3 separate regions of the Mus musculus genome follow, and all the other regions are linked to region 3. A link is a contact called in public Hi-C and capture Hi-C data. All regions are on one chromosome and are shown on one strand. The core of a region is the stretch at or near the end of the contact, and the rest is flanking DNA. Distances in the headings are between cores, read along the strand shown.

What was found. Hi-C and Micro-C count contacts between places; a contact is called where the count stands out from the background. Capture Hi-C pulls out chosen DNA fragments and counts their contacts.
Region 1: a Hi-C map of bone marrow-derived macrophages shows a contact between it and region 3, with 2.2 times the contacts expected there. The contact joins two enhancer-like sites. A contact is called at or near these places in 5 of 39 promoter capture datasets (the 3T3-L1 cell line, the HPC-7 cell line, cranial neural crest and 2 more), 7 of 484 Hi-C or Micro-C datasets (bone marrow-derived macrophages, cerebral cortex, lens fibers and 3 more) and 5 of 115 datasets of contacts at active chromatin or transcription factors (the NIH/3T3 cell line, bone marrow-derived macrophages, effector CD8 T cells and 2 more).
Region 2: a capture Hi-C map of bone marrow-derived macrophages shows a contact between it and region 3, with 3 times the contacts expected there. The contact joins two enhancer-like sites. A contact is called at or near these places in 10 of 39 promoter capture datasets (the 3T3-L1 cell line, 3T3-L1-derived adipocytes, embryonic stem cells and 5 more), 1 of 15 datasets of contacts at CTCF or cohesin (the NIH/3T3 cell line), 3 of 484 Hi-C or Micro-C datasets (erythroblasts, granulocytes and uterus), 1 of 115 datasets of contacts at active chromatin or transcription factors (embryonic stem cells) and 1 of 9 other capture datasets (bone marrow-derived macrophages).

What each region holds. Positions count from the first base shown.
Region 1 is chr2:5,603,590-5,607,087 of GRCm38.p6, forward strand. The region is part of intron 1 of Camk1d (calcium/calmodulin-dependent protein kinase ID); the gene reads right to left. It also overlaps the pseudogene Gm13216. Among named protein-coding and RNA genes, the nearest start is that of Camk1d, 110 kb to the right of the region's middle. Within about 2 kb of position 1,977, at least 5 of the 459 cell types and tissues checked have an H3K27ac peak or open chromatin away from gene starts, as enhancers often do. A contact at or near this core is called in bone marrow-derived macrophages, where this site is marked.
Region 2 is chr2:5,768,950-5,772,602 of GRCm38.p6, forward strand. No RefSeq gene overlaps it. Among named protein-coding and RNA genes, the nearest start is that of Gm29857, 43 kb to the left of the region's middle. Within about 2 kb of position 2,217, at least 74 of the 459 cell types and tissues checked have an H3K27ac peak or open chromatin away from gene starts, as enhancers often do. A contact at or near this core is called in bone marrow-derived macrophages, where this site is marked.
Region 3 is chr2:5,697,121-5,700,439 of GRCm38.p6, forward strand. The region is part of intron 1 of Camk1d (calcium/calmodulin-dependent protein kinase ID); the gene reads right to left. Among named protein-coding and RNA genes, the nearest start is that of Camk1d, 16 kb to the right of the region's middle. Within about 2 kb of position 1,716, at least 18 of the 459 cell types and tissues checked have an H3K27ac peak or open chromatin away from gene starts, as enhancers often do. A contact at or near this core is called in bone marrow-derived macrophages, where this site is marked.

The DNA of each region.
Region 1 (3,498 bases), core at 727-3,226, 93 kb before region 3:
AAAAGAGGCTTGCCTCTAGTGTCCTCCGCTGCGGGGTGGGGGGGGGGGGTGGGGGGGAGGTCTGGTTGGATCCCAATGAGACCAATGAAATCTCCAATGCCAACTCCTGACAGCAGATCAGGAAGCTGATCATCCGCAAGCCTGTGACTGTCCATTCCCGGGCTCGATGCCGGAAAAGCACCCTGGCCCGACGGAAGGGCAGGCATATGGGCATAGGGAAGAGGAAGGGTACTGCCAATGCTCGGATGCCTGAGAAGGTGACCTGGATGAGAAGGATGAGGATCCTGCACCCGCTTCTCAGGAGATACCAGGAATCCAAGATGACTGACCGCCATATGTATCACAGCCTGTACCTGAAGGTCAAAGGGAATGTGTTCAAAAACAAGTGGATCCTCATGGAGCATATCCACAAGCTAAAGGCAGACAAGACCTGCAAGAAGCTCCTCGCTGACCAGGCTGAGTCTTGCAGGTCTAAGACCAAAGAAGCACGAAAGCGCCGGGAGGAGCGCCTCCAGGCCAAGAAGGAAGAGATCATCAAGACGCGCTGTCCAAGGAGGAAGAGACCAAGAAATAAAGCTTGCCTTGTGTCTGTACATAGCGGCCTGGCTGTGGCCTCACGTGGATCAGTCATTAAGATAAAACAAGCCTTTGTCCGTTGCCCTCTTTAAAAAAAAAAAAAAAGAAAAAAGGAAAATTCAACATAAATTTAATTACACGCTTAACAACTGAGGTATGTTACTGATGCTACACTTATCAATAACCCTTAAATAATACAGAAATGCTTAAGATACCAGACATGTAAAGGAATATTTAAGAGGGGAAAATACCTTACCTACAATAGGTGAGCATGAATACTTCATATTAAATTCTTACCTGACAGCGAGAGATACTCCCAGACTCTCGTCCTCCCTGCATTCTATCAGCACAACAGAGTTCAGCATTTTCATCTTTTCAGAACATGCTAAAACACCCTCAAGAAACCATTCCGAAATTCCACATTTCCAACAGTGATAAATATTTTTGCTGCACTTACTAGAAAATGGCCTTTGGTTTTAAATGGTAAACATTTTTTTAAACTCAAAAGAATAGACTCACTGAAAGACAAGTGTCTTAGAGCATTAAAAAGGGAATCTATCGTTTGAAGAAATTGGAAATATCCCCTGATATGTTTGTCATTCTAGAGAGTTCTAAAACTGATGCCATTACATCTGACAACATCGTAAGGTCATCTGGAGGCAGGACAATTAGAAGAAGAAAAAGTATGTGCTAGCATCTGAGGTTTTAGTAAACAAACAAGTTGAGGATGGGAAAGGAAGGAGAGGGGATGAAAGGGAAGAAAGACAGAGAGTTAGTGGTGGGCTGAAGTGAACTGCTAATGCTTGCTTTATAATTCACTTAAGAGGCAGGGACGCTCAGCAGTGAAGAGTGCCTGGTGCTCCTGCAGAGGCCCTGGGTCCGAGTCCCAGCTCGCAGATGACAGCTCACAACCTTCTGGAACTCTGTATCTAGGAGACCCAGTGCCACTTCTGACTTCCATGGACACCAGGCATGCCTGTGGCGCACATACAAACAGGCAGGCAAAATGTTTACACACATAATATAATAAGCTCTTTAAAATCAAAGAGACTAGAATCTAAGCTTATATAGACCCACAAACGCCTAGATTCATTTTTCTATTGAAATTATTTTGGACATAAATAAGGTTTTCCATAAGTCAGAGCCCTCCTACTGGACTCATCCCTACCCTGTCTTTAACATTTATTCTATTACTAGGTCTCAATTCATATCAATGAGATAGTTCTTAATTAGCCAAAGCAAGAAAAGTGAAAGCCACAGGAAAATTCAAGGGAAGGAAGGCTGGAAATAAACACAGGGGCACGTACGTGGCTTTATGGGCACAGGAAGAAGGGGAGAGAGAGGGCAGCCACACCCCTCCCTGTGGACCTATGATTTTCTTGCAGAGAATGTGTGCGTGTACACATACCATATTTATATTACAAATTAGAGTGTACTCAAGCCCCCCCCCACACACACACACACTAGCATGTACACACCAGCTGATAAGGAAGTGACTCAAAACTAAGCTGCATACAGGAATAAACTCAGAGAAGCTTGGCTCGGGATCCGACATTTTCCAGTACTAATCCCCAACAGGTAATCTGGCTCTATAATGAAATTTAAGCTTCTTCTAGTATTTATCTTCATCAGATGTACCATACTATAAATGGCTGAGATTCCGTCTTGTCAGGAACAGCACGATACCTTCTAGGCCTGTGACACATGACCTTGCCAGGGTCCCCATTGCTCCTCCTAGATTCTACAGCACTATCTCTCTCCCCCCTGACTAGGAGGCCCGAAATAAACCGGAGGCCTCAAGTCCCATGATCAGTATCATAGGCGATTCTTCCAGCTCCCCAACTGTCTTACTTCCTCATGCTGTGCAAACCTGCAATCCTCACATTGTAAATCAATGTGCATTTTCCATTTATCTTCCTAGAGCTTAGATTCTGAAGACACAACATGAATAGATTGTCACCTCACCATGCAGGAGCCCAGCTGACACCCAGCTGTTCCTACCCCATCCCCAACAGGCAACTTAAAACCTATTCTATCAGGAGTATGAAGGAAAAGGGAAAAGATTTAAAATACATGCACCTCCCACCCCCAACACACACATCACACACATCACACACACACGCACTCACCCATGCTGTACACACTCATACACACACAGACATTCCAGACATTGTCAATATATCACTGAGGATTTAGTTCACTCACAAGAGAGCATGAACGAGACCCTGGGCTTGATCTCTAACATGGAGAAATAACTAAATAAATAAATAAATAAATAAATAAATAAATAAATAAATAGGGATTCACAGGAAAGTTGACAGGACAGGTACACTTCTACGCCATAAGGTATAATTAATCTTTTTACTTTCGCTCAAGAACTCATCATCTGTTTATCTTTTATTGTTGTTTTTCTTTGATTTTGTTTTTGAGACAGATGCTCACTCTATAGGCCTCAATGGCTTGGAATTCACTGGGTGGCCTTATATTTCAGGCTGACCTCAAACTCACTCCAGGCCTCCTTGCCTCGGTCTCCCAGATGCTAGGATTACAGCATGAATCACTATACCCGGGTCCTCTGTTTATCTCCGCACAGCTGTCACTTGTCCCTGTCCTCTACTCTGCCAAAGAGACACAGTAAACTCTATTCACAAGATAAAATACAAAAGAAAGTCCCTTCTCAGCCGCCATACAACGGGAGGCCTGAAGTTACACAGGAACAGGGATGTATGGAGAAATGGCTCGCTCTGTAGGTAGGAATATGTGCTGTGCAAGCAGGAAGACCTGAGTTTACATTTGCAGCACCTATGTAAAAATCCAGGCCTGGCTGCAGGTACCCATAACCTGTGCACTGGAAGGTGGAGACGGGGAGACCCTGGAAGCTCTCTAGCCAGCCAGCCAGTGCAGTCAGAGCTGGGAGCTTCT
Region 2 (3,653 bases), core at 967-3,466, 72 kb after region 3:
TGGAAGCATGACAAGATGAAAATCTGAGGTCCTCGGCCAGGGGTGATTTCCTTGTTGATGGACCCCTTCTGGTCCCAGAGACTCACCCTCCTCTTATCAGGGTGAGTACCCAGGGTGTTCCCACTGACTCACTCCATAAGTCCACATTCCTTACATATTTGTTTGATGGTTGCATATGACAGCCTGGATCAGGGCCAGATGGCTATGTAGAAAGCATCAAACCCAACCTCTTCTCTCTTATCCCTGGTGGTTTAGTTCTGGTCCCACACTGTCTGCCCTACTTAACCAACAAGTTCTGCAGCTGGAAAGCTTGGGAATTGTAATGCTAGTGTGATCTTCGGAGTAGAGGGGAGTGGCGGTGGATAGAGCATCTTACTAACATTTGTAGCTACTTATCAAAAGTGTTTCTGCTTACCTCCTGTAGCAGTCTGCTTAGAAAGGCCAGGCCAGATGCAGTGGCACACACCTGTAAACCCAGAACTTGGGAGGTCGAGGTGGAAGGATTAGGGGTTCAAAATCATCCTTGATTACATAGTGAGTTCATGAATTCAAAATAAACAAATAAACAAGGTCTGAAAAGTACAACATTCTATCTTGTTACAACCCCTGTGTTATTTTGATGTTTCTTATTGAGTAGGACCCTCAGCAACCATAGAGCTAACTGGTCTACCTCTTAATGAATTCTGAACATGACCCCTTAGAAGAACAACAATTCTAAGGATTTACACCCACAACATACACTCTTATACCCACCTTCTGTTTCCAGGGCTCCTGCCTGGAAACAACATCATCATTGGCCTTGGCCACAAGAATGCCCTGGTGTCAGATGAGAGATAAAGATAAGAGCTGCAGGCCTCCCTTCCCCCAGGACATTGTGTCATATTCAGGAAGTCCTAACCAGAGGCTGATAAGAGCTGGGCAGATTCACTTCCCCAGAGATAGTTTCATACCCAATGATGCTGGTTCTGGATCCAGAAAGACAGTAGAGCCTTGCCACATAGCAACAGGGATGTACTAGAGAGAGGTTTATTTCACTTTAAGGACACATGCCTCTCATTCCACTCTCACAACAAATATCAAAAAATGTGGTGGTTCAGGCCTTTGAGTGCAGCACTGAGGAGGCAGAAGTAGTTGACATCTGTGAGTTCAAGACCAGCTTGCTCTACAAAGAAGATTCCAGGACAGCCAGGGCTACACAGAGAAATCCTGTCTCGAAACCTCCCTCCACCCCAACAAAAAGAAAGAGAAAAGGAAAAAGTGGTTCTGTCCCAGAATTGAAAAATCTGTGACTGCTAGACTGGCTTAATTTCTGATTCATCTGCTAATCCAGGAACATCCAGTGATATGCTAACAGGCTTGTTGGGGTTTATGTAGCTAACATCACTTACCTTAGAGTTCAGAGTCAGCCTTCCTTACACAAATGAGTTATTACAGCTCCACTGAGTTTCCTAGTTATACTGCCAATCTCCCCATGTTTAATTAAGGAACAGCAGAAAAACTCCCAAATTCACCGTTAGTTGGGATGCAGTTACTATAACAAACACTTGAATTAAGGAAACCAAGGGTCTGAGGTTTAAATCAACAACTACAAAACACAACAGAGAGAGGACAGAGCACATGGCCCTCTTACTCCACTGGGACCTGGGGAGAAGATCCAGTGTCTTCAGTCACAAGCCAGGTGTCACTTTAGCTGCTGTTAATAGGAAAAATTTAGTTGGAAGGCACAGCATAGTTAAAGGATATAAGAGGAGAGTCTCCATCATTAAAAACTCATACAGTGATTCAGACTTTTGTCTCCATGGAAACAACATCATCAGCTCTGCCAAGTGTCTCCACTCCAAGTACAAGGACCTAAAAGTAGGGAAAGCCTTTCATTAACTAAGCCAGGCGCCATCTTGTGGTAAGTCTCTTAGCAACGTGGAAGAAGCCACAGACTAAATGTTTCCCAAAATTATCTGTAGTGGACAAAACATCCGGAGCTTTTCCTTCCAACTAAGAACTAAGAAAGAGCCCATAACACTCTTCCGGGGATCTAAGAGTTAGCAGTTGTGATTTCTTCACCCCAAAGTCAGCAATCTTTAGAAAAAAAGGAAGAAAATTTGAGGAAGTAACTCAGCAGTTTTACGAAAGATATTCTTTAAATGACAGTGTACACCCCTTTTATTGGAGAAGCTTCACCCAGCGAGTCAGGGCCTGGGCCCTGTTGCTCCGTTTCCTGTCTGGATGGTTTAAAGGGAAGAGTGTGTTCCACATGTGGTCATGGAAGGTTTTCACACAGCCCCGAAGGGAGCCTGAGCATGTGGATCCTGGTTCCTACTTATTTTGTTTTTCAGAAATTATTAACCAAGGTCATCCCTGTGGATCTTATGAGAACCAGCTGCAGGTGATCCACTCATGTAAGAAAACTTCCCATAACTGACTGCACCAGGGCGACCAGGATCGAAGCTAAGGAAGGTTCCACAGTGCTGTCAGTGGATATCAGTGTTAAGGGTTTGACAGAACACCACACTGGTTAGAGGTGGTGCTAAGCTCTGTATTTTGTGTGGTTACAATACCAACATGCTTGTAGAGAGTGTCATAGACCTAGGCAATGTTAGTATTTTATTACCTCACCCAGCCTCACAGCAGACAGACTCTCAAATTCACCATTAGTTGGGATGCAGTTGCCATAACAAACACCTGAAACCACCACTACCTTACAAAGAAAAGGCTTGGATCATAGATTTGATGTTCTTGTCCAGGACAATTGTGCCTATAGCTTTGGACCTCCAGTAAGGTACCACATCAAGGTGAAAGTGTGTGGTAGAGCTAAGTAACTCTCCCTAGGACTAGCACATAAGAGAGAGAAGCCAGGATTTCCCAGCCCCCTTCAAGGGCAGTAATCTAATGTTCTGAGGCATTGCACTAGGCCCAATCTCTTAAAGTTTCTGCCACCTCCCAATAGTGCCCAGTGGGGACCAGGATTCTATAAGCATGTCTAACCTGTAGGTCTGCACAAATTTAGAAATTTAGTTAAAGCATTAAGGGGTGTGTGTGTGTGTGTGTGTGTGTGTGTGTGTGTGTGTGTGTGAATGTGGAGGCCTGAGGAAAACCCGAACTGTCATTCTTCAGATGCCTTCCCCCTCTTGTTTGTTGAAACAGGCTTTCTCATTGGTTTGATAGACATCAAGTAGGTTATACTGACTGGGCACTGAGGCACAGGAATCCATCTTTCTCTGCCTCCCTGGTACACACCACTGTGTCCAGTTTGTGTGTGTGTGTGTGTGTTCCACATATTCTTTTATTTTTATTTCATTACATTTCATTTTTTACTTATTCACTTTACATCCCACTCACTGCCCCTCCCTCCCCATCACACCCTCCACAACCCATCCCCATCCCCTGTCCCCTTCTCCTCTGAGTGGGTGGGGTCCTCCTCAGGTGTCCCCCACCTTGCATGCCCAGTTTTTAAATGTAAATTTTGAGAGAGTGAACACAGACCCTCATGCTATTGATGCAAAGCATTTCTGCAGTTTTTCACCTCAGTCTCAAGACTTTTTGTAATTTTTTTTTTTTTGGTAATTTGCACTTTTTTTTCAAGCATGACCTTTGTAGATAATATTGTTACTTCATGCCTGCAACATACGAACCTTTTACAGTTTTGCAGAAGAACA
Region 3 (3,319 bases), core at 466-2,965:
CACTATGGAGCTAAGAGCTGCTTTCAAGTCCTAAAGTATATCCTAAATTTATTTCTCCCACAACTCATCTTTCTCTGCACAGTCAAGGAATTGAGGCAAAACCCATGGATTAAAACTTCCCACTGGCTAATCTTAACAGAGTAATCCACAGCTGGAAAACAGCAGTGATTGAAAGATCCAGAAGAAGAAGACGGGAGAGGAGATTCTCAATGGCTAATCAGCAGAAAAAGCATTCAGGAAAGCAGGTTCCTCCAGTGACCACAGAGGAACTTGCACTGCTTAGGAAACTCTGCAGTGCTGGGTGTTCCATGCATTTGGGGAGGAGGGCGGAATGAAGAAGCAATGAGTGTAAGAACATGTGTGTCTGTGTGGAAAGGGCTTTGGGTAACAAATTCCAGAGAAAATTGCACAGAAGAACAAAACAACTGCTGGGGACACAGAGCTCAGTTTCAGAGCATCTAATAGGATGCATAAGGTCTGGGTTCAGTTACAGGGAGGGAAGAAGTGGGGAGGAAGAAGGAAGGAAGGAAGGAAGGAAGGAAGGGAGGGAGGGAGGGAGGGAGGGAGAAAGAAAGAAAGAAAGAAAGAAAGAAAGAAAGAAAGAAAGAAAGAAAGAAAGAAAGAAAGAAAGAAAGAAAGAAAGAAAGAAAGGAAGGAAGGAAGGAAGGAAGGAAGGAAGGAAGAAAGAGGAGGAGAGAGGGAAGGAGAGAAGATAAGAGAAAGAAAGGGACAGAAAGGAAGACAGGCAGGCAGACACGGTGGTACACACTGTAACCTCTCTGCTGGCAGGGTAGAAACAGGAGCACTCCTGAGATTCACTGGGCTAGCCAAGCCTAGACTATCTGGCAAGTTCTAGGCCAATAAGAGACCCTATCTCAAAACAAGCAAACAACAACAACAAAAAAAAAAAAAAAAAAAAACCTAAGTGGACAGCTTCTAGAACCACACTTAGAGTTGATCTTTAGCTTCTACATATGAGCAACATATATGAGCAAACACACACACATGACAACTGACCCTCACTAGTGTGAGTCTAAGTTTGAAGGAACATAGGTGGCAAAGACCACAGGATGCTTCACATAGCCACAGAACTCAAGGGAAGGGACCAGAGAGCTACTGTGGCCTTTCTTTCATCTGAACTATCTGAGCAACTGGAGGGAGCCATAGACTGACTGGTGATTGCAATTGGGACCCAACATATTCCTCACTATGATGACAGAGCGCAGCCATCCCGGGCCAGAGAGATAACATGCAGGAGTCTCCTAGCATTGCTCACCCCAGGGACACTTAGAAACTGTTGAGTGGATGAGTGATTGACTGCTCCCACCATGACTAGTCGACCTCCTCCCTGCCGTAACCACGTGACCACCACCCCTTAACTCCAGCCCTACGGCTATGAGATGTCAGTATCTCTTCCTCACTCTTTCTCCAGGCTCGTTGCAACAAAAGCAACACTCTGACAACGATTTCTAAAGGGCTCTTGTGTCGAGTAACAAGGATTGTCAACTCGATAGGATGTAAAATCAACTAAAGACAAGCCTCCAGGCATGACTGGCTTAAGTGAGGGAGAAAGATTCCTGTGGGTGGCACCAGTTCATGAGCTGGGTATCTGGAATGCTTAAGAAGAAAAACAACAGACAGCACTTCCCCACCCCCTCTCCTTCCTAATGGCTGACCAGCTAGCTTATACTTATGCATGTCTGTCATGACTTCCCCCATCATGATCTACTGTGATGTAAAACACATCCTTCCTCCATTAAGTCACTTTTGACAGGAACAAGAGAAATAAGCAAAAGATCTTTAATGCTTGCTTTCTTGTTCTTGGAAACATGCTATCTGTCCCAGGAAGGAATCAAGGTCTCCCCACTGAGAGTAATCAAACGATGGAGTCTAGCACCCACCTGCTCAAAGCTCAAGTTTGTGTTCTTCACTTTGTCCTCATAATACGAATCATGTCTACATCCCTCAATTTTTCTCTTCTTTCTTTCTTTTTTTTTTTCTTGTGATAAGATCCTCACCATAAGCTGGAAAGATAGTACACTGTTATCTTCAGGTCATCATGAAGAAACAAAAACTCTGGGCTTTGAGGAGTTTGGGATGAAGCCCACTTAGCAGAATGCTTGCCTGTCGTGCTCAAACTTTGGTTTGGTCCCCAGCGCTACGTAAGCAGGGCATGGTGGTGTGTACCTCTAAATCCAGTCTTAGGGAGATAGAGGAGGACCGAGTTCAAGGTCATCCTCAGCTTCGGCTACAAACTGAGTCTAAGGTCATCCTGAGCTACATGTGAGCTTGTCTCAAAAAATGCAGGGCAAGAGAGGACAGTAAAACAGCTCAGTGGGTGTCCAGAGGTGCCTGCTTCCAAGCATGACTGCCTGAGTTTAAGCCCCATGACCCACAACATCAAGGAAATAGCCAGCTCCTGAAAGTTGTCCTCTGACCTCCACTGTACATGCATGCATGCATGCATACATACATACATACATACATACATGTAATAAAAATTTTAAGACAAAATGTTTAAAGATTAATTTAAAAAGCAATTCGGGTGCTATGACTCAGTCACAGCCTCCCTCATAGCTCTAAGTGGCACAGCTGGAATTAGAATGTCATCCATCCAATCGGAGACCACGTTGCCCTGATTCTATTCATCGTTCCCATTCCTATCAAGCATTTAAGCATTTACTAAGGACACTGGCATTCCATCTGAGCCAGGTTCTGTCCATGGGTAAGGCCTGCCCCGGGGGACCCACCTCAGCACAGTAGCATAGGGACCCAATATGCCCCACCCTCAGCTCTGCCTGCCTCGCTGATAGGGACACATGACCTGTGATCCACAACACAGCACAGCGGAAGGAAAGCAGGCAGAGGGAGCAAAAGGACTATCCACTCCACGCAGCATTTCTCAGCAGCCCATCACATCCACAGGAGAATTCACACCTGCAACGTGAAGCCCAAGGCCACAAGCGTGTGAAAGCAAGGACCAAGGCAAAGCCCACAAAACAGCCTGCACTCTAGGAACCATGACTGCACCAGAGCTGCATTTGTGCTTCCCAACATTCAGTGTCTACACCCACAAGGCACGGCAAGAAAAATCTCAGCCAAAGAGCTACGGACCTGGGTGTTGTCAGGTTTCTTCATGGAACCTTGGACAGGTCACTTGATCGCCAGGCTCCTGGTTTTACAGCCTATATAAGAAGATTGCTGGGGGACTTGTTCTCCATGCCCTAAGAAAGACACCACCATCTAATTGCAAGATGCGATGATTCCAAAAATCCTCTCAAGGAAGTGTACCAGTCAGCTTTCTGTCACTATAACAAAG